Regions from separate parts of the Arachis hypogaea genome. Here region 2 is linked to region 1. A link is a contact called in public Hi-C data. All regions are on one chromosome and are shown on one strand. Each heading gives the region's core, a stretch centred on a gene start, on an enhancer-like site or on the middle of the called end of the contact. The rest is flanking DNA. Distances are from core to core; before and after follow the strand shown.

The links. A called contact is a pair of places that touch in the nucleus more often than the background predicts.
Region 2: a Hi-C map of leaf shows a contact between it and region 1, with 5 times the contacts expected there. The contact joins the enhancer-like site here to the promoter of LOC112711955 in region 1. A contact is called at or near these places in 5 of 8 Hi-C or Micro-C datasets (leaf and an unstated tissue).

The regions. Positions count from the first base shown.
Region 1 is chr9:112,212,820-112,217,914 of arahy.Tifrunner.gnm2.J5K5, forward strand. LOC112711955 (putative UDP-glucose glucosyltransferase) reads right to left here and starts at 2,642. Exons shown (of 1, transcript XM_025764713.3): 1 at 417-2,642. The coding sequence starts at 2,050. The coding sequence ends at 572.
Region 2 is chr9:112,259,536-112,264,630 of arahy.Tifrunner.gnm2.J5K5, forward strand. No RefSeq gene overlaps it. Among protein-coding and RNA genes, the nearest start is that of LOC112711956, 6.9 kb to the left of the region's middle. Within about 2 kb of position 1,921, at least 3 of the 3 cell types and tissues checked have open chromatin away from gene starts, as enhancers often do.

The DNA of each region.
Region 1 (5,095 bases), core at 1,392-3,891:
TCTGAGCCCCTCCCATGTGCATTGTACGATGGTGCTAATTAAGTGCTAACCTTATAAATGATTATATATTTCGGTGATAAACTGATATTAAACGGGATCACTCATTCACTCACTCACCTAACTCTTTTCTTCTTTGATTTCTTTGTTTACCTCACCTAACTCTGCTCTTGTAACAAAAATAAAGTAAATTCTTCTGGTTAGAAGACTAATATTCTTACCAAAGTCTTCCCCTACTTTCTTCTTTTCTTGCATGTGGATTCATTAATAATGTATCACACGCCAACTAGAATTTCAATTTATGTACCAGACGATAAAACAAATGAACACGTACAACAATAATTCAAATACCCAAAAAGGAAACAATTTTTGGAAGTGGGAGAACTAGTAGGAACAGTTCTTTTTGGAGGCTTTAGAAATGGAGAAAATAAATCTTCATAATTAATCTTGAATACGTTAATTCCAACAATAATAATGCATTAGAAACACTTAATAACAATCTGGTGATGAGAACAAAATGTTACAAATACAAATAAATCTTTTTAAAAAAGGAACAACATTAGTCATGATTCCCTTAATATGGAATCTTATTATTATTATTATTATTGTTGATGCTGCTAATGACATTAAGAGCAGCAGCACCACGGTTCTTGATATCTTCAACAAAGGCATCAAGATTCCGATCAGAAGAACCACCGTCAGAGATAGCATCGTCAGCCGCCTTCTTCCACTTCAACGCGTTCTGCTTCAACTGCTCTGCTTTTTCCCCAACCATGGCTTCTAACAAACACTTCTTAACCTCATATCTGTTAACGATCTTATTCTCTGCTTGGCTATAACCCAACCTGATCCCAGCGCCAAAAACATCGACGATGAACTTGGCATTGGTGTTCTGGTCACCCCAGGCAGGAAAAGTCAACATTGGAACACCAGAAGCCAGTGATTCCATTGTAGAGTTCCAACCACAGTGAGTGACAAAACACGCCACAGAAGGATGAGACAGAACCTCCTCTTGTGGACTCCATTGAACCACTTTTCCCCTTTCAGCAGTTTTCTCAACGAACCCTTCTGGAAGAACATGTGGCTTCACGTTCCAGTCCTTAGGTGGCAGCTTCAAAACCCACAAAAACGACACCTCAGACTCCAAAAGCCCATGGGCAATTTCGTCTATTTGCTCCTGCGGGTGGTACACCAAGCTCCCGAAGCTTATGTAAACCACCGAACGCGGTTCTCTCGAGTTCAGCCATTCAACGCAGTTCTCTGACTTTGTTATCATGTCTCCACGAATGTTACTTCCTCCCATTCTTGCTTTCGGGTTCTTGAACAACGGGCCCACGGGCCTTATGCTCATTGATTTCGAGAAGAAGCTGATGAAATCCTTCTCTAACTCCTCGTATGTGTCCACCAAGATGCAGAAGGGTTTGGACAAGTTCTTGAACTGTTCTAATATGACTGTTCCCAGAATCGGGAAGGGACTGAAAGGGTGCAAGAAATCTGGGATCTCGTTGTGTTTGAGAGTAACGGAAGGTAAATTAACATCGATGTAAGGTTGATCGTGTGAAGGGAAGCTAACCAGTTTGTGGTGGTAGTGATAGTAAGCGGTGAAGACTGCCGTTGACTGAATCCATAAGAGAGCAGAAGGAACACCGTGTTCTTCAGCAACGTCGCAAACCCACGGGAAGAAAGGGTTGTTTATGATGCAAGAGATTGGTTGGTTTGACTCTGCGTGCTTCTTGATCATTTGAGAAACGAATCTCTTTCCGACAACTTCCAGATGCTTCGTGTGATCCCCCAGATTCTTCCTGATGGGATCGTCGTCCTGTAAGCGATCGTCGAAGAACTCGAATTTGAGGAAACCATCGCCGACCGGAGCAACGAACTTCTCGGCGATGTTGTTGGCGTTTCTGATGTCCCTGCCGGCGTCCTCGGTGGTGGAGAAAGTGACGAATAAGCCCCTGGCGGCGAGGCACTTTCCTAGCCTCAGGAGAGGGTTTATGTGTCCCTGTGCTGGAAACGAAATCAGCAAGACGTGTATGGCAGCTTCAGACCCCATTTTTGTGCTTCTCTTTTCTTTCTTTCTCGCAAATAACACTCTCTTATGTTTTCTTCCACTACGTTAAATATACAGGAACACTCTCACCATATATCTTCACATCAAGATGCAATTAAAAAGAGGGGAATGCTAAATTTTTATGTCTTTAATTAATTATTAATATTTAAAATATAAAATAAAATATATTATAAAAATAATAATCGGGGCCACGCTATAGTAAAAGAATGATCCTCTTTAATTTTTTTAATATTTAAAAAAATATAATATGATTTTTTATTATTAATTTTATAAATAAGATCAAAATTAAATATAAAAAAAATAATAAAAAATAAAAAAATCATAATTGATAATATTTATTTTTTTTTAACCGAAGAGGATACACACTTTTTAATTATCGGTGTTGAACATATACTCCCTTATAGTAGAGTCTATCGTCATGATAAATTATATTATAAATTAATTTATTACTTCTAGAGCAATGCTCTTGTACAGTTGTACTCTATAAAATGTCCAACTCTGAGAAGATATGAATGTATACTTCCATTTATTTTGTTGAGTAATATTAGGGGCATTAATTTTTGTGATTGTTAATTATCAATTAATTATTAATAATGATTTGATGGTGTAAGATTAGTGTGAGATTTTATCTAATGACTCATCTTTTTCTAATTATATGTTAGCCAAAAATGTTATTTTCCGATAAAATAAATTGAAAAGAAAAAACTTAAAAAAAACATGTAAAATCAAAGTGAGCTACGGTAGTTATTTGCATATTCAAAATTCCTCACGCAAGTGATGATGAGGACACACTATAATATTATAATATATGTGTTTCATCGTCATCGTCATAACTTATTGTTTTCTCTTTATATAGTTTTAACTATGCGACACGAGTCCTTTTAATGAATTTCCTTCTTTTTCTTTTTTTTTTGTCAAAGATGAAAAATAATTCCTAACATAATTAATATAGTAAATATTTTTTATATTCACAACTCTAAGAACGTTTAACAAAAATAACAATAAGAAACTTTTTTATTTGAGCTGAAAAAAAAATAATGCATATATACAACTGCTGCATGCGCGGAGGACTTTGTATAAATATAGACAACAAGAGTATATAATTAAAATAAATATTTTAATGAGCATGAATATGTTTTCTATTTTATTTTTTTAGTATATATCTAAATACATCTTTTGAAATCGAATATTTTTTTCAAAAAAAAAATTATTACGTTAAAAATTTTGGACTTTACAAAAATAAACCATATAAATCTTCTTTCGTCATATTTTTAAAAATTTATTTATCTAAATAAAAATAATAAATCTAACTAAAATATAGATTTAACTAATATTTACCAAAGTGATTTGACCAAAACAAAGTTTAACCAATGCTATGCATGCGTGCTTAGCTGTAATGTGAGAACGACAAATTTAATTAGGTGATGAAAGCAGCTTTTAGGTTCGCATTAAGTGTTACATATACACGTAATATGTACGAAATAGATTATTTGCTCTTTTAACTATTTGAAAGAGAATTTTTTTTTTTATTTCACAAGAAAAAGAGGGAGGGGGGAGGAGGGGAATCCTTCTAACTTCATGAAATGAGAAAAAAGAATTAATGAAAATTTTATTTTTCATAAAATAACTTAATAGACAAAATAAGATAATTAATAAGAACCTCTTAGGGATTATAATGTGAAATAAAAAATTTTTCAAATATTAATATATTAAGAACTCAAGTGTTTCTTTAATTTTTTTCATGAGAAATGTGAAAATCATGGGCAGCTGCTACCCCCTGCTAATACGCCCCTAACTCCTGACGTTATTTCAAATTATTAAATCAATTATTATATATTTACTGTATATTTGCATATAAATATTTAATTTATTTTTAATATATTTAATATTTTAACATATTTTAAATCGATAATTAATTTGATAATGATTTTTAATATGGACATGTCATCATAGTTTATATATATGTATAACTATAGATATATGTGAATTCAGATTTAATATTTTAATGTCATTTCTAATCAAATCATCGGGCGGACAAAAACGAGGTTAGGTTTAAGAATTAAGATGTTATTTTTATAATTTAAATTTTAATAATTAATTTTAAAATAAAAGATTTATTTTAAAACAAGCAAAATAATTTCATATTTATCAGGTTTTCATCCTCATCAGCACACAGTGTAACTTGCCATGGATAGAGAAGGGAATTAAATGAGCATCATTAATACGATAATGAAAGGAATTGCTAAGTATTATAAACAGAAAATGCTATTTAAAACATTTATGGACGGAAATCAAGGATAAACGTAGATATTCAGTTGATTTTATATAAAGTTGATAATTAATAATTATTAATAATTTGATACTAAATTTTTATCAAATAATTTTTAATTATCAATTTTACATAAAGTTGACTGCAGTTGAGTTTTCACGTAAATATAAGCATGCTTCACAAACTCAACTCAAACAATTACTTAGATAATTACTAGAATATTCAATCGGTATTTGACTATTTTGTTTGAATTGTTTGAGGCATATTAGCAATTTTAGCACAAAATTCACCTTAAAAAAAAATCTTTTTTATCCGAGATTATTTGTAAAAAGAAAAAGGGATAAATAAAATAAGTGGCAGCCTGGTGGGTGCGTAAATTTCTCTATTTTAACGACATCTTTTCTTAGTCTGGAACAATTTCTATAAATAAAAAGATTTTAAATTAAATGACTAGGGCCACTAGGGACTATGTCTTGTCTGTTTCCATTTATAGATTTTATTTCTTATTAAATTATGTCCCACAGTTTACAATTGGACCTTGTATTAGTCATTTAGTTGTGTATAACTATTATTACACGAAATATATACAAACACTAAATAAAAACAAATTCATTGATCCTCAGCATGATGATGAGATATTATTCACCAATGTATGCATTAGATTCAACATTGTTTATATCAAAGACATTCGATTCAATATTACATAATTGATTACGTCATAGGAATGGATATCCCTTCGTATCAAACATTGACGCATA
Region 2 (5,095 bases), core at 671-3,170, 46 kb after region 1:
TTTCTTTTCTATTTAGTCACCAAAAAAAAAAATTTGACCTACCAATAAAATATTGACACATGACAAAAAAATTAAAGCTAAAACTAAGATGATTATCTCTTTCTTATAATTTTTTATAATTATTTTTATTAAAATAACTTTTTAATTATATTTATAATTATTATTTTATTATTATTTTTATTTTTAAAAAATAATTTCTTATAATTATTTTTACTAAAATAACTTTTTATAATTATTTTTATTTTTTAATTATTTTTATTATTATTATTTTTAATGATTTCTAAAAATAATGCCAAATTTATTTTTTAATTATTTTTATTATTATTTTATATCAAAATAAATTTTTTTATAATTATTTTTTTTGTAATTTTGGAAAACTAAAACCAAAATAATATTCTCTCTTATAGTTTTTTATGATTATTTTTAAACTAACACCAAGAGGGAGAATATCATTTTGATATTAGTTTTTCGAAATTTAAAAAAAATAATTATAAAAAAATATTTTGATAAAAATAATCATAACAAATTATAAAAAAAAGAATCATTTTAATTTTAGATTTAATTTTTTTGTCATATGTCAATATTTTACTTGTTAGTCAAACTTATGCCACTCTTAATCACCAAAACTAATGCTACCATAAAATTTTCCGATTAGATATATCTTATCTATTAGATATATATTAAAATCTAGAAATATAGAGTATATAAATAAACAGATATAGAATAGTTAAATTAGAGTATTTCAATAAAGAGAAATAGAAAAAATTGAATTAATAATTTAATAATTTTTTTAAAAAATAAAAAATATTGACAAATATCAACTAGAATATATTTATTTATATAATAAAAATAAATTACTAAAAATATAATCAAATTCGATTTATATTAATATTTTTTTTCGAATTTGAATTATGAAGAGCCAATTAGAAGTGTAACTAACTAGAACTAATTAGTTGAAAATAAAAAATATATTATAAAAAAAGTATTTTTTAAATTTAAAAATAAAAAATAAAAAAATTGACCTGAGTTAACTTAATGTTATAATTAATTCTTTAGATTTTTTTTTCATTTTTATAATAAAGATATAACAATTCGATTTGGTTAATAAATCCTACTTTTTTTCTTTATTTTAATCCAAATGTTTTTATATGAAAATACTAATAATAAAAAATTGTGGAATAATTTAATATATTTAAGATATGGTGTTGACAAATGAAGCGTGGCTATGGTGGTTATTGCAAAGCAAGAATGGAGAGGAGGTGCGTCGATGTGGTTTAATGTCGTCCACCTGACTCAGCAAGATTATGCCTTTGCCAATTCCCCTACACTTTCTCTTATTTTATGCCATAGTTGGATGATTCAAAAGCTTATTAGTCACCATTAATTTCCTTTATAACATGTTCATGAATTCAGACAGGAAGAAAGACGACTACAAAATATAAATAATTTATTTAATTTGAACAGCTAACAGCTACCACAAATAAAAGCAATTAATGTGGCATATGGGTATGCCGAAGCCAAATGTTGATGTGAGTGTGACCTACATTGCGCAAAAAACCCCACCGATGTTATATTTACCAATTTTGCATGTATTACTATAACATATTTAAGAAACAAAAATTATTTTCACAGAACCATTATTCCATTAGTGTTGATAATTATTAAAAAAATCTAATTTTATTCAAATATACTTATACATAAATATAATTATCCCACCATTTGTTTATGGTTCAAATCTTCCCATTAAAAAAATGTCCTATCTTCAAAATTTGTATTGACATATTAAATTAGTTGGTCCACTGGTTTTAAGGTTTTAGCTCAGGACAATCTATTTATTTTTGTAACCTCACATGTAGGCCCATTTATATTGGTCCAGGTTTACGATGGGTCCATGTCAATAAATAGGTTAGATAGAACGAAACGGGAAAAATCCATGACCAAAACAGAATAAATGAATGAAACGAAACACATGCTAGAGTATTAAGATGGACCACATTAGATTCGATTTTCTTTATTCACAAATCAAAATCATGAAAAGATCACCTTTCATGATTAAGAAATGTAAATAATGAGCCAAGACCCAAAAAAATGTAAATAAGCTCGTGCTGTATGTATAGTTTATACACGTGTAAATAGCTTGACATACACTTAACAATTACAAGCATCACACTATTAATTAGTGATTACATACACCGATATATATACTTACTATAATTAAGCAACAGTTTAATAAAACAACACAAAAGAAGGAGAAACCAACCTTTATATATAAAATTCTAGAGATGCATCATGCATGCATGTATTATATATATATATATATATATATATAGAGAGAGAGAGAGAGAGAGAGAGAGCTAGGTTTTATTATTATTATTATTATAATACTTATAGGTAGCTAATTATATGAGAGCTTATTATTAATGTCCCTTTCCTCCGCCGCTAGGACCAGACTCCATAACTTGCTCTAAAGTTCGAAAAACATTGTCATATTTGTGATCCTCATTATTAGCATCATTGTTTGAGCTTGACGATGATGAATCTGGGAAGTCATTCCCCACTAGCATTTCACCAGAATCATGCAACCCTAAATTATTATTAACTAGTGGACGAGCCATCACATGCGGAATGCTAAGATTGAAACAAATCATAATAATTAGAATAAAAGAAAAGACAAAAGATTGGTATTTGTTGCCAGCCATGATGACAATGCAAGGGAGTGTGTGGTTAAATTCTAGAAATTAAAACTAGTGCTTTTTCTATCTTTCTAGTTGATGTATGCTTGAGTTGCTTATAAGAGAATATGATAAATGTAATTCTATTTATAGTGATTTAAAGCAGATTGGGTATGGGATATTCATGATCCATCTTAGTCATTAAGATCTCAACACAGGAAAAATTAGGTTAAGGAGTGGAAATTGGAGAAGTTACTATACCTAATTACCCACGCAATGTATAATGTATTCGAGTTTTCGGGGACTATGGTTCTCTAAATAGTCAAATGAATTTCACATATTCCATCTCAATAAGCCAAGTGTAAGATCCATTATATCAATGCAAGAACGTTTATCTTATCTAGTTATTAAGAGTTCTAGTTACAATATAATCAAGGCATTTAAAAATGTTATAAAAATAATAATTATTTTAATGAATTTTTAAAATATTTTTATGTGAATATATGTATGTTTACATCTTAATAAGATTAATAATTATATATGGTATTTTATGCATTTACACGTCGTTTCAGTTATTTGTTACATATAATGCATGGAGGCTATAAGATATGAGAGATTTCATGTATGAAAGAATGTAGAACTTAAAATAAATAATAAAAAAGAGAAGATTAGTTTGGATAATATCATTTTGCGTTTAGTGTCGTTTCAATTGCAAATCAAAGTAATTAAAACGAAAAGAAAAGAAACGTGTATTTTAGGGACGACAATATAAAGTGGAAATTAAACGTATAATATAATCCAAGTTCAACGTAGTAGTGGAAATCTAGAAGTTAAAGCAACCAAAATGAAATTATATACACCAAGGACAGTGACATGCAGAATATTGGGATTAGGTTGGTAAAAGTTTTTCAGCGCAAATAAATAAGTGCAATAATATATAATGCGGAATAAATTATTGTGTATTTAATAATGCTTTTGCAAACTTATTCAACAGAGTTTTAAATTTATCATGATACAATAGTATATACGTTTGACACTACTACTGCATGATGATACATAATTTTAAGGGAAAGTACGAGGAACTAATGAAATATTTATACGTACAATGGAGGTTTATGAAATATTAGAGATATAATTATTAGTGTTACATTTTTTCATCGTGGTATCATGACATAGTATTAAAGCGCTAGATTCAAAAGGTCAAGAGTTCGATCCTTAGTAAACCCATCCCTTGTACTCGGATGGTTATTTTAAATAGTACAGGAGATGTATATACAGTTATTTGATGAGGATGTTCATTTTATAACTCAATAGCCATCGTATACTTTATTATGCTGTTTGATGCATAAACCATGTATATATACAGTTATATATTATTCCCTCGCTGCTCCATTCTAAATATTATTAGAATTTTAATCAGATTAGATATATATTAAAATTAATTATTAAATAAATTATTAATAAATAACATATCTTGAAATATAAAATATATTAAATTAAACAATATATATCTATATATAATATAGTAATTAATTTTGATGTATACTAAATATTTGTTTCACTTTAAAAACTATACATATATAATTCGCAATTTCAGGAGGCTAGCCGTAATGATTTGGTAAAAAAAAATTTAAAAAGAGTTTAAGAATTTTATTTTTGTGTGTTTAATAAATATAAAAAATAATAAAAATACTATTTGTACACAAAAATTAGTCACTAAAATCAGTCACTAATATATTAGTATATAAATATATGTATAATTTAATTTATTTTCAATGTATATTTATATTTTAATATGTATTTTATACTAGTGACTAATTTTAGTGGCTAATTTTAGTATACATCGTAGCATAACTCAAAAATCATATACTTATAATTTTAATTTTAAAAACTAATTTATATATATTTATTAAAATTAAAAAATTTAATATAATTTTATATATGTTAATTTAATACCAAAATTTATTAAATTTATATCTATTATAATTTATTTAAATTTAAAAAATTATTTTAATAAATATAATTATTATTGTTTATATTTATTAAAAGTTATTTTTAGTTTGAGTATAATAAATGCAACAGTTTTTGAAATGTTATTTTTCAAAAGTCAATTTTAATAAATTATTTTTAAAATGTAAAATGTTATAAAATGAAACCTTAGTCTATGATAATCACTCTCAAGTTTCAACCATCGTATTTCAGGTACAAGGTTATTCATTTGTTGAACAGATTTTTTCAATAGTTATAACGACGACAATTAATGAGTTATGTTAGTATGAAACTATGAATTCATCACATTTACAAAATAGACGATAGAAGAATCAACATAATTCACGTTAATAATATCTGTATATCTTTTAGTTCCTAAATTTAAACATTCAATCTAAAAGACCATTTTAAGCATTAACAGAGAAAACAGAAGT